Regions from separate parts of the Gossypium hirsutum genome. Here all the other regions are linked to region 1. The links are chromatin contacts, called in public Hi-C maps. All regions are on one chromosome and are shown on one strand. The core of a region is the stretch at or near the end of the contact, and the rest is flanking DNA. Distances in the headings are between cores, read along the strand shown. Region 1 holds the start of LOC107955253 (actin-depolymerizing factor). Region 2 holds the start of LOC107952872. Region 3 holds the start of LOC107952873 (transcription factor MYB14).

The links. Hi-C and Micro-C count contacts between places; a contact is called where the count stands out from the background.
Region 2: a contact with region 1 is called in a Hi-C map of leaf, with 2.3 times the contacts expected there. The contact joins the promoter of LOC107952872 here to the promoter of LOC107955253 in region 1. A contact is called at or near these places in 6 of 34 Hi-C or Micro-C datasets (callus, fibers and leaf).
Region 3: a Hi-C map of leaf shows a contact between it and region 1, with 2.9 times the contacts expected there. The contact joins the promoter of LOC107952873 here to the promoter of LOC107955253 in region 1. A contact is called at or near these places in 5 of 34 Hi-C or Micro-C datasets (callus, hypocotyl and leaf).

Annotation. Positions count from the first base shown.
Region 1 is chrA07:38,090,972-38,095,876 of Gossypium_hirsutum_v2.1, forward strand. LOC107955253 (actin-depolymerizing factor) reads right to left here and starts at 2,753. Exons shown (of 3, transcript XM_016890996.2): 1 at 2,480-2,753; 2 at 1,903-2,168; 3 at 1,013-1,373. The coding sequence starts at 2,503. The coding sequence ends at 1,223.
Region 2 is chrA07:38,446,251-38,451,155 of Gossypium_hirsutum_v2.1, forward strand. LOC107952872 reads right to left here and starts at 1,932. Exons shown (of 2, transcript XM_016888074.2): 1 at 1,551-1,932; 2 at 808-1,362. The coding sequence starts at 1,705. The coding sequence ends at 1,041.
Region 3 is chrA07:38,402,406-38,407,310 of Gossypium_hirsutum_v2.1, forward strand. LOC107952873 (transcription factor MYB14) reads left to right here and starts at 2,523. Exons shown (of 3, transcript XM_016888075.2): 1 at 2,523-2,811; 2 at 2,921-3,050; 3 at 3,563-4,268. The coding sequence starts at 2,679. The coding sequence ends at 4,127.

The DNA.
Region 1 (4,905 bases), core at 1,503-4,002:
GATTCAATGTAGGCTGCCCAAAACTTTTTTATTTTTTTGCCTTCACCCCTATGTTCATAGAAAACCCTAAACTCTAAACATAGGAAAGAGTTTCGCTTGCCATTCTAGTATCGACGTGTTTAATTGATTTTCAAAATGTTCTTTAAGCCTATGAAATATGAAGTTAGGCTAAAGCTATCTACAGAATGACATTATAAATAACAGCCAGCTCTTTTACAAATAGTTCAAGCCGTACATTGGCGGGGTTTATTTTCTGATAGCATATTCTACTTGTTCCACAATCTTCATCAACAAAAATTCAAGAGCATGCCACAGTGGATATATAATATGGTAGTTGTCATTGGGAGTGAATGGTTAACGATCCTCTGATCTTGTTGGTAGAATTAGATCTTTTTGTTTTAGTGGTAAGACTGGATACCTGACTAGATAAATTGGAAAAAACACCCCCCTCCTCCCGGGGGGTTAAGAGTGTTCAATTCTCCGTAAATGTGCTAAGCTACAGAGAATCGTGAGTGCATAGGGCCATGGACTATTAAGGCTTACGCTTCTTTCAGTGTCGGACACATGCTTGTGCCGGCAAATATTATGCAAGCTGCCGAGGCATTTGCATGTCGAAGCTTGAGGAGTTAGTTAACTCGTTTGGGATTTTGTGGTTGGTCCAGAAATCAGGACAAGACAAACTAAAGGGAGATGCAAGGAACCTTGCTGAATGGCAAACCGCTATATTAGTTGTCCTCCTCATCTTGTTTCTGTACAATGTACCCTTTTTCTTTTATAAATTCTTCATTATATCATTCAATTTGGGTAATAGGAAGCTTGTGAAAGCGCTTACCCTTTGAAAAATTCCTACATTTTATTAACTTTCTTGAAGCATTGTAAACCATGCTCCTCAATTATACTGAAAGGCTTTTTCTTTAATCCCACAATATTTCTAATTCCAAATGTTGGAGCAGGAAATACATTAGGTAGGGAAGCAAAGAGAACATTTGTGAGACATGCCAAATTGCCAATATATGTGAATGGTAAAGAATCTGAATTCATGGCAACAAAGTTACTTTTAGCCTAGAGCTTCAGATCAGCTTTTTACCAGATTCTGGTTATTCAAGGACTAAATATACACTAACTTGTATGCGAAAATGATCCTGCACCTAGCTTTATGAAGGAAGGAGTAACGCAGAGTTGGGTAATCTCTTCAAATGGAACAGCTAAAACTGCAAACTGTTCAATGAGCACGATCCCTCACCACTTCAAGATCCATCTCTGTAGGGTCAGTAGCCTGAATCTCGTAATGGATACCGTCCAGTTCCCTTCTAAGCCTGTCTTTTGATGTGGCATAAAGCATCTTTGCACGGATTCGAGAGGATGAAGGGCACCTGATCAACAAAACACAATTGTTAAGTAAGAAGAACATCCCATCGGCAACTTTGTCAATATGAAAACAACAATAATGACGTCATGTAAGTAAATGACACAAAATAGGACCATTTGTTATCCTTGGTGAAACCATAGGCTAGAAAGAGTAGGTTTCCAAGTAAAGTAAAAAACTTAAGTAAAATCAGATGTCCGCTTATGGTCATTTATTCAAGTCTATAAATAAACCATGGGTCAAATACTATCAGTATTTTATGTCCTTTCTTGCTGCAGGCCAAACACTTAAATAAAACTTTATCTGTTCTTTATGGCACATTAAAGAACAAAAAAAGGGTAACAAATAGCATACAGACATATCCACTTAAACATCAGAACAATCTGAAACATAAGCTCCATGAAAGTAAGAATAAAACAACAGCGCAGTCACTAACAAGGAGCTTTGCACTAACAAGGAGCTTTGCACTAACAAGTAATTAATAGTGTCAAATTTGTTATACTGCAATAATAGTCAAACCAAAGGCAAAAATCTACCATGCAATGAAGAAAATCTTGCTCTTTTGACAATTCTCAGAAGTAACAAAATCAAAGTCGTAGACGGCATATCGGCAATCAGTTTCAGGCAGAGATGCAGCGAAGTCATCATAGGTCTCAGCAGGGGCACCAGTTTTCTCAACCACAACCTCCCTTTTCTTCTCATCGATCCTATATTTCACATACCGATAAACTTTCTTCCTTTTCAGCTCCAAGAAAGTATCCTTGGTCTGATCAGCAACGCCGATGCCTGATGTAGCATTTGGCTGGAAATACAAGCATCAACCTTATACATTTATTTTATTGGTAAAGGTGGAATCAGAGTTTTCATATTTTTCAAGAGATGATAAAAAATGGGTCGACATGTTTATTAATTTTGGAGCATCGATTGGAACATGAGAAGTAATTCAAAGTTTTACAGAAAACCAAACAACATATACAACATGCAATAGCAGAAAGTCACCTTAACAGATACAATAAATTGATATCAACATAAGAAATAGCAGATTAAACATTTTTTTTTAACATCTCAAAAGGAAATAAAACAATAAAGAAGTCATGACAGAGTGAGATATACCCGACTGAATCCCCTAAACGACATTGAAGCAGAAAGAAGTAAAGCAAACGGAACAAAGAACAGAGAGAAAAGGAAAATAAAGAACAGCCCTAGGTTAAGTAACAAGAGCCCCAGAGGCGATAACAGAGGCGGAGACTAATGAAAGAGAGCTATGGCGCTTATATTGTTAATAAAACTACAAGGAAATGAAGTTCAGAATAAACAAAATATGCGTCATATATGATATTTTTTTCACACCATAATATATATCCACTACTTTATAAAAATAAAATGGAGATCTAATGCCACCTTTGGCTTCTTTCTTTTATTTTTATTAAAAAGAAAATTCTTTCTAATTCTAATTATTTAGTTAATAAAAGTTTATATGTTTTTTAAACATGACTAACCAACAAAAAACTAATGGTATTGTTTGCTGCTTCCAATATTATATTAAATTCTAAATACAAAGAAGTTATATAGATAAACAACAGAATCTTATTTTATTCTCTACTCTTAAAGATTATAATAAATTGTAAATTGAGTGTTAAATGTAAAATGATATAAATTTAAGTGTACTGAAATGGATTATTTTTTTATTAATAAATTAAGAAGAAATTATGTATACTTAATATTATATAAAAAATAGATATAATCGAAACTTATAATAAAATTATTAAATAATGTTATGATAAATTTAGAAATTAAATGTAAAATATTAATTACTGAAATGAAAAATGAATAAATAAGAAATAATGAACATGACAAAGGAATCTTCCGAAAACAAAACATAGAAAACGGTGGGGTAGCCTTGCTGGGGGCGGTGCGTAAGATTAACGCCTGCAATTTGCATGCTTCATTATTGCTCTGGCCTTTTGGAGAAACTGTCAAATTACAAAAGGGCATCTCAAGAAAAAGAGTCCCCGTTTCCAAAGGACTTAAGTCACATTTAGCAAATAAAGATACCCATTTTCTCTTTTTGGTATTTAATTTTTTTAATTTAATATTTAAAGTATTAATTTTTCTATTTTCGATATATTTTGTAACAAAAGTTAAATAAAATTTATTAGGCAACTTTGGTAATAGAAAAACATCTCCTGGCATGTTTTAATCAATGAACAAAATGTTATATAGCAATTAAATTTATTTAAAATAAAAAATTTTAAATTTAAATTAAAAATTAAATATTTAAATATTAAAAAATAATTTTGATTTTGACCAACTTTTAAACAAAGTTGACCAACTGCTGATCCACAGTTAACCATGCATTGACCAATCACATGGCACTATGAGAATATGACAAATGTCATTTTTTACTTTTTAAATACTATATATATTATATTGATTAAAATGTATAATAGATATAATGAAAAAAAGTTTAAAAATACTTTTTTTATAAAATTATAAAATTTAAAAAACTTAAAATTTAAAAATAATATATAAAAATTGAAAAATGTTATAAAAATGAAAAAAGTATTTAAGTTTCAAGTGATTGAAAAAAAAACTTGAAATTTAAATATTTTTTATAATTTTAGACTTAATATTTTAGAATTTTTATTTTTACTTTTTGAAAATACTTTTTTTACATTTTTTAAATAATATTATTAATCTCAAATAATTTCATTTCAATTATCATATTTTTCGTTAATTTTATTTTTATATTTTTTATAATTTTTATGTTTTTTTAGATTATATATATTCTAAATTTATAATATTTTTATTTTTATATTTTATATATACATTAATAAAATATTTTTTTTACTTTTGTGATTGATTATAATTTTTTGTTAATGGTTATAAAAAAATGAACTAAAAAAAAGACATACTTTAAGTGTCAAATAGGAAGTGAATGTACTTTAGGGATCAATTTAAATAAAAAATTTAAATTTCAAAATAAGAAAATAAATATATTTTAATTTTTAAGAATCAAATAATAATTTATGCCTTTTTAAAAATATTTTTCATCATTTTAAACCTTCAAAGTAAATACACAAATCTCTGCCGTCCACGGGACCCCGTTAGATCATCATCATTAATTCAACTGCTCCTCCAACTCGCCGCGTATCTTATTATTATTGAAGTGAAATATATATTTCCATGCAAACTTGACCCAATATTTCAATTTTGTCAAGTTGGGCCAAAATATCACTACATTATGGGTCGTACTGTAACAGAACAGGTAGAGGGTTGAAACACCATTTTTTCCATCTTACAAATGGGATTGCATAGGCTGATGTGCTTGTAACTTACTACAAAAAAACAGAGAATGATGACTACTTGGGTTTGCCAATTATAGTGGGAAAGTACAGGAAAAGAGAATTTGGAAGCATAACTATCATGCAGCGGCTGCAAGGCTAAAGGGTACAGGTGGTATCCTTTTCAATCCATTTATTGCATTAGCTATCAATTCCCTTGTATGCAAATGCAACGAGTTTTGTTCTAGTTTTTCA
Region 2 (4,905 bases), core at 682-3,181, 350 kb after region 1:
TTGTATAAGCAAAAACTTAGTTTTGAGATCTTGAATGCCTAATTTCTAGTCTTACATGCTAGTCTTACAATGTATGAACGTTATGTGTGAGTTTTTTCCCAAATTATTTTGGATCTAAATATCACCATATATAGATCCTACTTGGGTATATTCACATTTTCAATCCGTTGTACTTTGTATGGAGTTGAATCTACTTCTAATTGATCCAACATATATTTACTTGTCATTTGTATTGTAGTTATAATTATATTTGATGAGATGACTCGGTCATGGAACAAATCTTTTGTGTGCATGGATTCCTCAAGATTCCTTTAAAAGAGAACAGGCTAACAATGCATAGGTTCTTCAAGACCTGGTTTAATTTGCATTTCCTTGCATAAATGTGCATGAAAGCATGAGAAATAATTTGGCTTTTAGGGTTATACCATTTTTTTACGTCAACAGGTCCAATCCTGCACTGTTTGTTAACATCATGACGGGCTTTACAAGAGTAAACGACCAGCCATCATCTAATTTTTCGACACTAATAAGGGGGCCTTAATGGCCCAAATCCCGTCATCAGCCCTCCCCCCAATTTCCCTTGAACATTTCTGCTACTACCAAACAATAGCTCTCGCCATTTCCACTCTCTCTACTCGCAGTCCCAGTGAGCACAGCAATGCCGGCTCCAGGAGATTACTAGGACCCTGCCAGGCCCCTCACTGGTTGCAATACGAAATGAAGAAAAATGTATTAGAAGAAACCATATGCACCATGAGATTTAAGCAAAAACATGAAGAATAAAGCTGATTTTGGGTCAAGGGAAGCTGGAAGAATCAACACAGTACACCAGTATTATTAAGTTCCCAATAATCCTTCAATACCTCGACATGCATGAGCACCTAAAAGGACCAATGAGAAATATCTTTCATCGAATTCACATTTAATTTGCGATAATCTACCAAATTGACAAACTAAAAATAAAAAGAACAGAGTCGTAGTGCTTCAAGCAAAACTAGCTTCTCCTATCGCCTTTTAAGCTAGTATCAACCCGAATACTACTAAATACAAGCATCATTGGCAACGAAAAAGCGTCTGGTTAGGCGTGCTGCGGCATGTTCCGAGACCAACCCTTGAATCATCAGAGTCTTCACTTCCCATGCCGAGTAAGGGAACCCTTTCCTCGCATACGAGTTCAGCAATGCAGCACTCGCCTGCTTCAGCAGCTCATTGAACACGTTCCCTTCTTCATTCACAGCCCTTGATTCCAACAATGTCATATCCGATCTGTACCGCTCACTCGCTCTCGACCCGAACACGTTCGATACCGTTGATCCCTGTGGGACCATCCTTGGCCACGCCTCTCTCCTGCTGCTCCAGAACCTGCGGATAAGTAAAGCTCTCAACATTTCGCATCCCCCCAACTCAACTCGGTGCCATAACTCACCGAGACAATATTAAAAGAAAACACTTTCTTAAAAACTGTTTGGTTTCTGGGTAACTGTGAGAAATACCGAAACAGATAAGCATATTGATATTCTTTATGGTTTTAAGAGAGAGAAAGGGCTTACTGAGGAGTGCATTTTTCTCGGGTTCTAGAGTAGAGAAACCCAGAGTGCCGTTTTAGAGTTGTTGAGGTCGTAGTAGATGATGAGACGGCTGCAAAGTAGGTGAGAGTGAGGAAGAGAATGAGTCGACTCAGTACAAGAGATATAGCCATTTTCATAACTTGTTCCAAGGAGTAGATCTAGAAGTGTTCCATTCCAAGGGAGGAACCGAACCGCTGTTTGGGATCTGATGGGTTGGGGTGATTTTTCTTGTTGGGCTGTTCGAAACGTGGTGCAGTGCAGATAACCCGCTCCCTACTTCAAACTTGCTACTTGAGGAACTGTTATTCATATCACGTGGCTACATTTTTCGAGATGGATTATTTTATTAAATTTTCTTTTGGACATGTTTGGCCTTAATCTTCCTAATATTTTACTGTTATTTAGCACGATTAAAAAATACAAAAAATTATATATGTTTTATTAATTGGTACATATGTGACGTAAATGGAAATAATTTTGTAAAAATATATTTATTGAAAGTGTAGGTAAAAATTAAATAAGTGTTTTGTTGAAATAGTAAATTTTAAAAGTTAAATATTATGTAATCAATAATATTGTTTGAGTCGAATTCAATGAGTTGATCAGATTGATCAGAATATCGATTCGGAAAGAGATTTTGAATTAATTGATTTGGGAACTAATAAGGATTAGTTGAATCCATTAAATCAAATTTGTTTATTTTTAGTTTTATTAATTTTTTAATTGAATCAATTAAATTGATTAGACTGACGAATCAATTAGACGAACGAACTACTCGTCTGATCATTTAGACTATCAATTCGGCTTTTTTTTAAAAAAATATTGGTTTTTTATTCAAATCTTATTATATAATTTTTTATTAATTTTATATGAAATATATAAAAATAAAAATATTCTCGTGGTGATTGTGTTTTCAGTTATTTTTATCAATTAGACTATAAGTGAAGTAATGAAAATTTTAGGTACAAATATTTATTAATTTCTGTTGAATTATTAGATGTTTGATTTATTTTAAACAAAAAAAAATGTAACTGTTTTATTTAAATATTTTATATAAAAATATGAAAACATCAATTATTATAATAATATTTAGGATTAATATTTGATAGATATACTAATTATTTTATTATAGTTTATGTAGTCTAAAATCTTGAGTACTAAATATTTTTTTCATAAGTGATTTTTGAATTGTTTGTTAATGCCGACGAATTTGATTGAGTATATAGATTACGAACCCTGTCTATATAAAAGAAAATTACAGACCTTGTATAGTTATTAATGAATTGAAAGTCGAAACCCATATCCATATCTTCAATCAGTGTCTAGGAGTTAAATGGTTTTATTGTGGAGAAAGATGGAGGGTAACCTTATCCTTTTGAAATCCCCAAAAATGAAGCACATGACTTCTCGTCGTAGTACATCGTCCACGTGAAGGAAGAATGGCCCAACACTCCTTTTGTTTTTACATGTGTTACCTTGTCCTTCTTCCCCCTCATGTTTTTGGTTAATATTAAAGGTTAAAACATTCTTTACACATTTATTCTAACTAAATTACAGTATTATTCACTAAATTATGGATAAAATTTTTATTTGATCATTTAATTAAAAAATTTATAATTTGGTCACTGAATTATTCAAAAGTTTTTATTAAAATCATTAGGTTCATTATAGTGTCATTTTTCTATCACATAACTACTAAGTGAGTTTTTTTTCTTTATTTCAGAATGTCATACCAATGAATTTAATAGAAAAATTTTAATCGGTGTTAACAATTGGACATGAATTTTGAAATTTAAAAAGTTGAGAGACTAAATTTCAATTGTACAAAAAATACATGGACATAGAACATATTTTAACCAATATTAAATTACTGGTAAATTACAAGTTGTTGTAAATATTTGTTATTCAAAAGGGATGTAGTTAGGTTTTTTTTTTTTAAAAAAAACTAAAAGAAATTGTAGTTAGCTATTCTTATTAAGTAAGTACTTTTTTAAAGACTACAATCATAAGTATACTAATCTAATTATAAATATAGGTCCAAACAACTACAAAGTATAATCAAACCAACACAAAGCATAAACAAACGAACAACTTGAATATATTGGACAAAACCCATACATGGTGGAATGAAGACTCACACATGGCAATTGGGCATGGTAGTACTCAATGACCCAACACCTCAATTTTTACCAATAATGTCAAAGCCTCATTAGCTCTTATTAAGTTAAATTTAAGGGTTCATGATATTATATAAAATATTATCTTCTAATGATACATTAGTATTTATGAAAACGAACAATCGTGTCACTTTGATATTTTATACCTATGCATTGATTTACAAATGTTGATATAAAGAAGAAGGTCGAAAGAAGACAGGGTTGGAGGGAAAGAGTTGAGTTCATACAAGATTATACATGTAGAGAGCTTAAAAAGATTTCAAGAAAGTCCCGTTCCAAGTAAGTAAGATTATGTGTGTTTCATGGACAAGTGTCCTTCTATCAACACTTTGAGAGTTGAGTCATGTGATCTTGCCAATACATGTATTAGGATTCAATTACTAAGCCACTTGTCACTCCATAAAATTCTCCTAATTTGCATGATGGTTTGAAGTTCAGGGTCACTAACATATAACATTTTATGTAAAAACCATTTATTCGTCAAGGTAAGGGGAATAAGGGAATACAAATTCAAGTGCTTAAATGCTAAAGATCATTTCTTAATTCAAGAAACTTTGAGGATTATACACCTTTTATAATTATAAGTAAAATAATTCCCATACTTGAGAGACATTAAAATCAAGCACTAGTCATCCAAATAATTTTAGCAAAAGCTGGTTCACACATGCAATGTCTTCCTGATAAGTTCAATGCATCTTAGCGTTGGAGAGGCATTCTAGCAACAATATACAATTAGAAATGATAGATTTGTATGCATGTGTGAGAAATGAGAAAAGCGACTATCGAAAAAAAGAAAAAGAAAACAAAGGCCAGATATGTACACAATATAATTTAAATAACTTGATAAACTAATAATCAACATGAGTGGACTATGGTAATCCAACTATGAAGTTGCCAACACTATTAATTGTACAATGGAAATTAAAACCTAGGGAAACTCTCTTAACTCAGTTTTCATTGAACACTTTTCTTATCACTGCTGGATTTGAGATGAGCCATTTTATACAAATGAGTTGTATAGTGAATAACACTAACATACTAACTGATTAACTAACTCTTTAACTAGTTACAACAACTAATTAATGATAAGTTAAGCTAACAACCTGTTACCAAAAACTAACAACTTAACCGAAAACTAATTATTAGTTACATTCACTAAC
Region 3 (4,905 bases), core at 1,273-3,772, 310 kb after region 1:
AATTTCTTTTCTTTTTGAAGGAACAACCAAAATTCATTAATTTTTAGTAAATTAACAATTAATCAGTATATATTATTCTTATAATAAGGTAATATTGGACTATATCTAATCACACATATTGATATAGTATCAATTTTCGAAAACTTTTTAAGTTCTACGTTAGATTTTGGCCAAAAGAAAATTAGATGGAGGTGGCATAACTGAGAAATAATTATTCCATCATTTTCCCCCAACTTCAAACGTGAAACCCTAACGGCCAGCACCTTTGAGCAGACAGTGAATAATCTCAAATAATATTCCATATATATGAAAAATTATTTTATACAGTTAGGGAGTTACAAAATTCCCCAACCAAAAATTAATTAATGACTCACACCCTTTTGGTGTGTAATAAAAAAATATTCTTTAAAAAGGTCATGTGATGGTATTTTAACATTACTTATGGCAATTTATCTACATTGTATTAAAACTTTAATTAAGTTGATGGTCGAATTAATTGAGTATCATTTTATTTGGAATGAGGATATTTTTATATAAAGTTTATAAATTTTAATTTAAACCCAAATAAATTATTCACATATGATGGGATTTGAACTTAACACTAAAGTCTTCGTGGCTTTAACTTTACCATTCAACCAAAATCTTAGTTATTTTTACATAAAAGTTTTATAGATATATTTTTTACCAAGATTTTTTTCACCCGGGCGTGGGTGTGCTATAATTTAATCTAGTTATATTTAAGTGATTAATTGAATTAGTGTCACGAATCAACTATATCTACTTCATTAAAAAATAACTAAAAATACTTTTACCTAAAAATGAACAAATACTATGAGGGTGTTCATTTTTATATAAAATTTATAAAATTAATTTAAAACTAGAATGAATCCACAAATGATAAGTTTTGACCTGAAACATTAAAATCTTGAAAACTTCAATTTTATCATTTCAACCAAAAATTATTTATTATTTATATATTTTTTATAAATATATTTCTACATAATCATCTTATTCACATTGACAGTTATAATCTAATTTATATATATTATTTAAGTGTGTGACTAAATTGGTGTTACAAGTTAACTCGACACTAATTCAATTAAGAAAAAATATTAAAAATTCAAATGTTAGACAATTAATAAAGATTCTTATAGGATGTGTGTGTGTTTTTTTTCCTTTTCATAACTTTATATACAGTTTATGAAAAAATAATTTAAAGTTATGCAAAATATGTGGATGATAAGATTTGAACTTAAAACATCAAATATCTCAAATTTTTAATTTCACCATTTCAACTAAAGTCTCATTATTTTAAAAGATAATTTTTTTAGATAAAAATTATTTTCATCCATATCGTGTTCTACATACTATATAAAATATGTTTGTTGAGTTAGTGTCATGAGTCAACTTAATACAAATTCGATAAATAAAATTACTTAAAATTTAATTTTAATAAAGTAATAAGTATTAATGTAATAATATTTTTATCTTTTTTCCTATTTTATATAAAAGTTTTAATTAAAACAACTAAAAACTAAATATGCACTTGAAACTAGTAAAATATTATTTATATATATTCCTTAATTGTTAAATAATTCTTTATGAATATATTTCTTCATATTAAAATTTTCTTTCGCTCACAAAATCTCTAATAAAGGAAAAGTTAAATTGTGTTATTAGTCTCTGTAATTAATAAAAGTTACAGGTTTAGTTATTGTACTTTTATTTGATCAATTTTAATTCCAGTACTTTTTAAAATTTAAAATTTTAGTCTTAGTCCAAACAATAACAGTTAAATTCATTTAGTTAATTCAATTACTTGTCTTGTACTATGCATACAATTGTAAAATTAGTCCATTTTTCCTAACTAGATCATTCTAATTTCTTATACTCTTCAAATTTTAAAATTTCATGAGTACAAATAACTATCGATAATCCATTAATTAGATTTTTAGTGAGTAATGTATAAAAATAATAATCTGAAATAACATTATATAACTTATAATATTTTTAGTGTATCAAATTTTAAAAATAACATACTTTTATTAATAAATTTAACTATTATTATTTGATAAAGATTAAAATTTTAAAGTTTAAAATAAAAAGAATAAAACTAAATAAATTAAATACAAAATTTAACCTATAGAAAACCCTTGATAACACTAAACTTGTCGTGTTCCAATAAGCTTCTGAATTCTCAGCGTAAGCCAGTTGTAACCAAAATATTTAGCCAAATTGGAGTTGAGCCGCTGAACTGCTACATGAAAAGTACATGCACTTGTTCACATATATCATTATATCCATATTCCAAATAAATTATTGATATAAACATATATTAATTCACCCACGTTTTATTTGAGCACTCGATATATCCAAGTCCCATCACCACACATGAATAGTTGAGGGTGATTATTTGAGAGGAGATTTCCTAGCAATTATGGATGTGGTGGATATGCCTTTTGAAAAGTATGAAATAATATTAGTATAATCAAATAGTACTCTTTTGACTTTCATGTACAGCCCAACTTTTGCTTTTGTCTCCACTCTCGTCATATTGTGTACTAATATATTCATATATAGCCCTTATAAATACTGTTATTTTGAGCTTATTATCAGTTCTTGCCATCTTCGATACAGAGCTAAGAAGGCAACAACAGCCCTTTGGGTGAGAAAAAACAATGGGGAGAGCTCCATGCTGTGAGAAAATGGGACTGAAGAAAGGTCCTTGGACTCCGGAGGAAGATCAGATTCTCATCAATTACATTAATCTCTACGGCCATGGCAACTGGCGAGCACTCCCAAAACAAGCTGGTAATTAACCAATAACTTCCTGGTTTCTTTCAACTTCTCCCATCGATTACTAGTTTCTTTTAATCTTTTTCTGATGAATCCCTCTCTTGTTCTTTTGTTTTTTTTCCAGGTTTACTGAGGTGTGGAAAGAGTTGTAGGCTACGCTGGACTAACTATTTGAGGCCAGACATCAAAAGAGGGAATTTCACCAGGGAAGAAGAGGATACCATAATCAACTTACATGAAATGCTCGGTAACAGGTGTGTATATACTACCTATACTGATTCCCATAAACTTCAAATTTCAGCTTCCATCATTAGTAAACAAAACCAAAATTAGTAGGATTAATTTAAGTTGATCCATTTTTACATATGTAGATGATTGATCCTCTTGGACTGTTTTTCTACTTTGAATTTTGGAGATATCCGATTCCGAATATGCTGTTTATTCATAGATCTGCTTTGGGTTGATAACTTTTTTTATTTTTTATAATCAATTTGGTCATAGATATAATCATAGAAACATGTGGGACTGAGAAGATTCCTCCCTGAGATTTGTCCCTATGCTTCTTACAAGCCATAAAAAAAATGAAAATACTAGTAATTATCATTCAAGATTAGCAATTGATTACTCAACTTTATTAACTTTTTCTCTTCTCAGACACTAAAATACAAGTCATTCCATCTTTTATTCTTAAAAAAAAATTACTGCCAAAAGCAAGACCATCCCTTTGTTTAATCCTTGGCCTAAGCAGATTCTGATTCTCCTGCAGATGGTCTGCTATTGCGGCGAGATTACCGGGACGAACAGACAATGAAATTAAAAATGTATGGCACACCCACTTGAAGAAGAGGCTGAAACCGAACCATGGCTCCATTGACAACAAGGGACAACCCAAATCCAACGTTGATTCATCCAAGGACATCAAAAAAGAACAACAAGAACCCATGAATTTTCTAAGCCCTGCTGTAACTGCTGCAGATAATAGGCCTGCTTCCCCACCAGAATCCAGCAGCGAGGTTTCCACAGTAACGACAAGCGAAAACAACAGTAACATGTGTATGAACAAGATTGAAACACAAGAATATGTCTCTGAAATCGATGAGAACTTCTGGTCGGAAGTATTGTCGGCCGACAATTCAAGCATGGCTAGCGACTTTCAAGTTGCTGGTTCAGACCAGCAACTTCATCCTCAATACTTGCCAAGCTCCCCATTACCGAAGTTGGAAACAACCAATGACTATGGTTCAAATCTATATGATACTGATACTAACATGGATTTCTGGTACAATCTTTTCGCAAGAGTGGGGGATTTATCAGAATTGCCAGAAATTTGAGTAGCTCGTAATTAACTCATCGGCCACGTTAATTAGTTGTAACCCTTTTATTTTCTTTATTTGTTTTCAATTTTAACCTCATGATTATTCAGTTGGAGATGGAGATAAACGGAAAATCAATAATAATCCAAAGTTTGCTGATTTTTGCTTAGCAAATATAAGTCCTCGTATATCTTGTAAATTGATTAAGTGACTATTATTAGTAAAATAGATAATGGAAACAAAACTTTGTTTACCTAATTCAAAAGTTTCCTACGTAATCTTGCCCAAAAAGTTAATCTACTATACTTCAACAAATACAACCTATGATTTAAGTCTCATAATTTCACTCAATGAAACAGATCCTATATGAACAAATAAATTTACAATAAATAACAATCACTTATTCCACATAAATAACCACTTATAAATGTCTTCAATCATCTTCAATAGGCAAAGATCCTGTTACTGTTAAACTCTCATTATGATATGATCTTCTATATAAGAGAACTTGATTTATATTGAAAGTCTTTGATTCAATCCTTGTCACGTGTCATGGACTCAACTATGCTCACTCGATTGCAAGCTCATGTGACACTTGGATGGACGCTTCCACTCACGACATCTAACAACCTCAATAGCATGTTCAAACACAAGCAAGCTACGAGTTAATATTAAGCCATATTTCGATCCCACTGGTTATAGTGAATACACCCAGTATGCCTCACCTTTCCTCAAAGGGATTAATGTTTTATTATATTGAAAGCATTTACAAAAGGGCTAAAGAATAACTCACTTA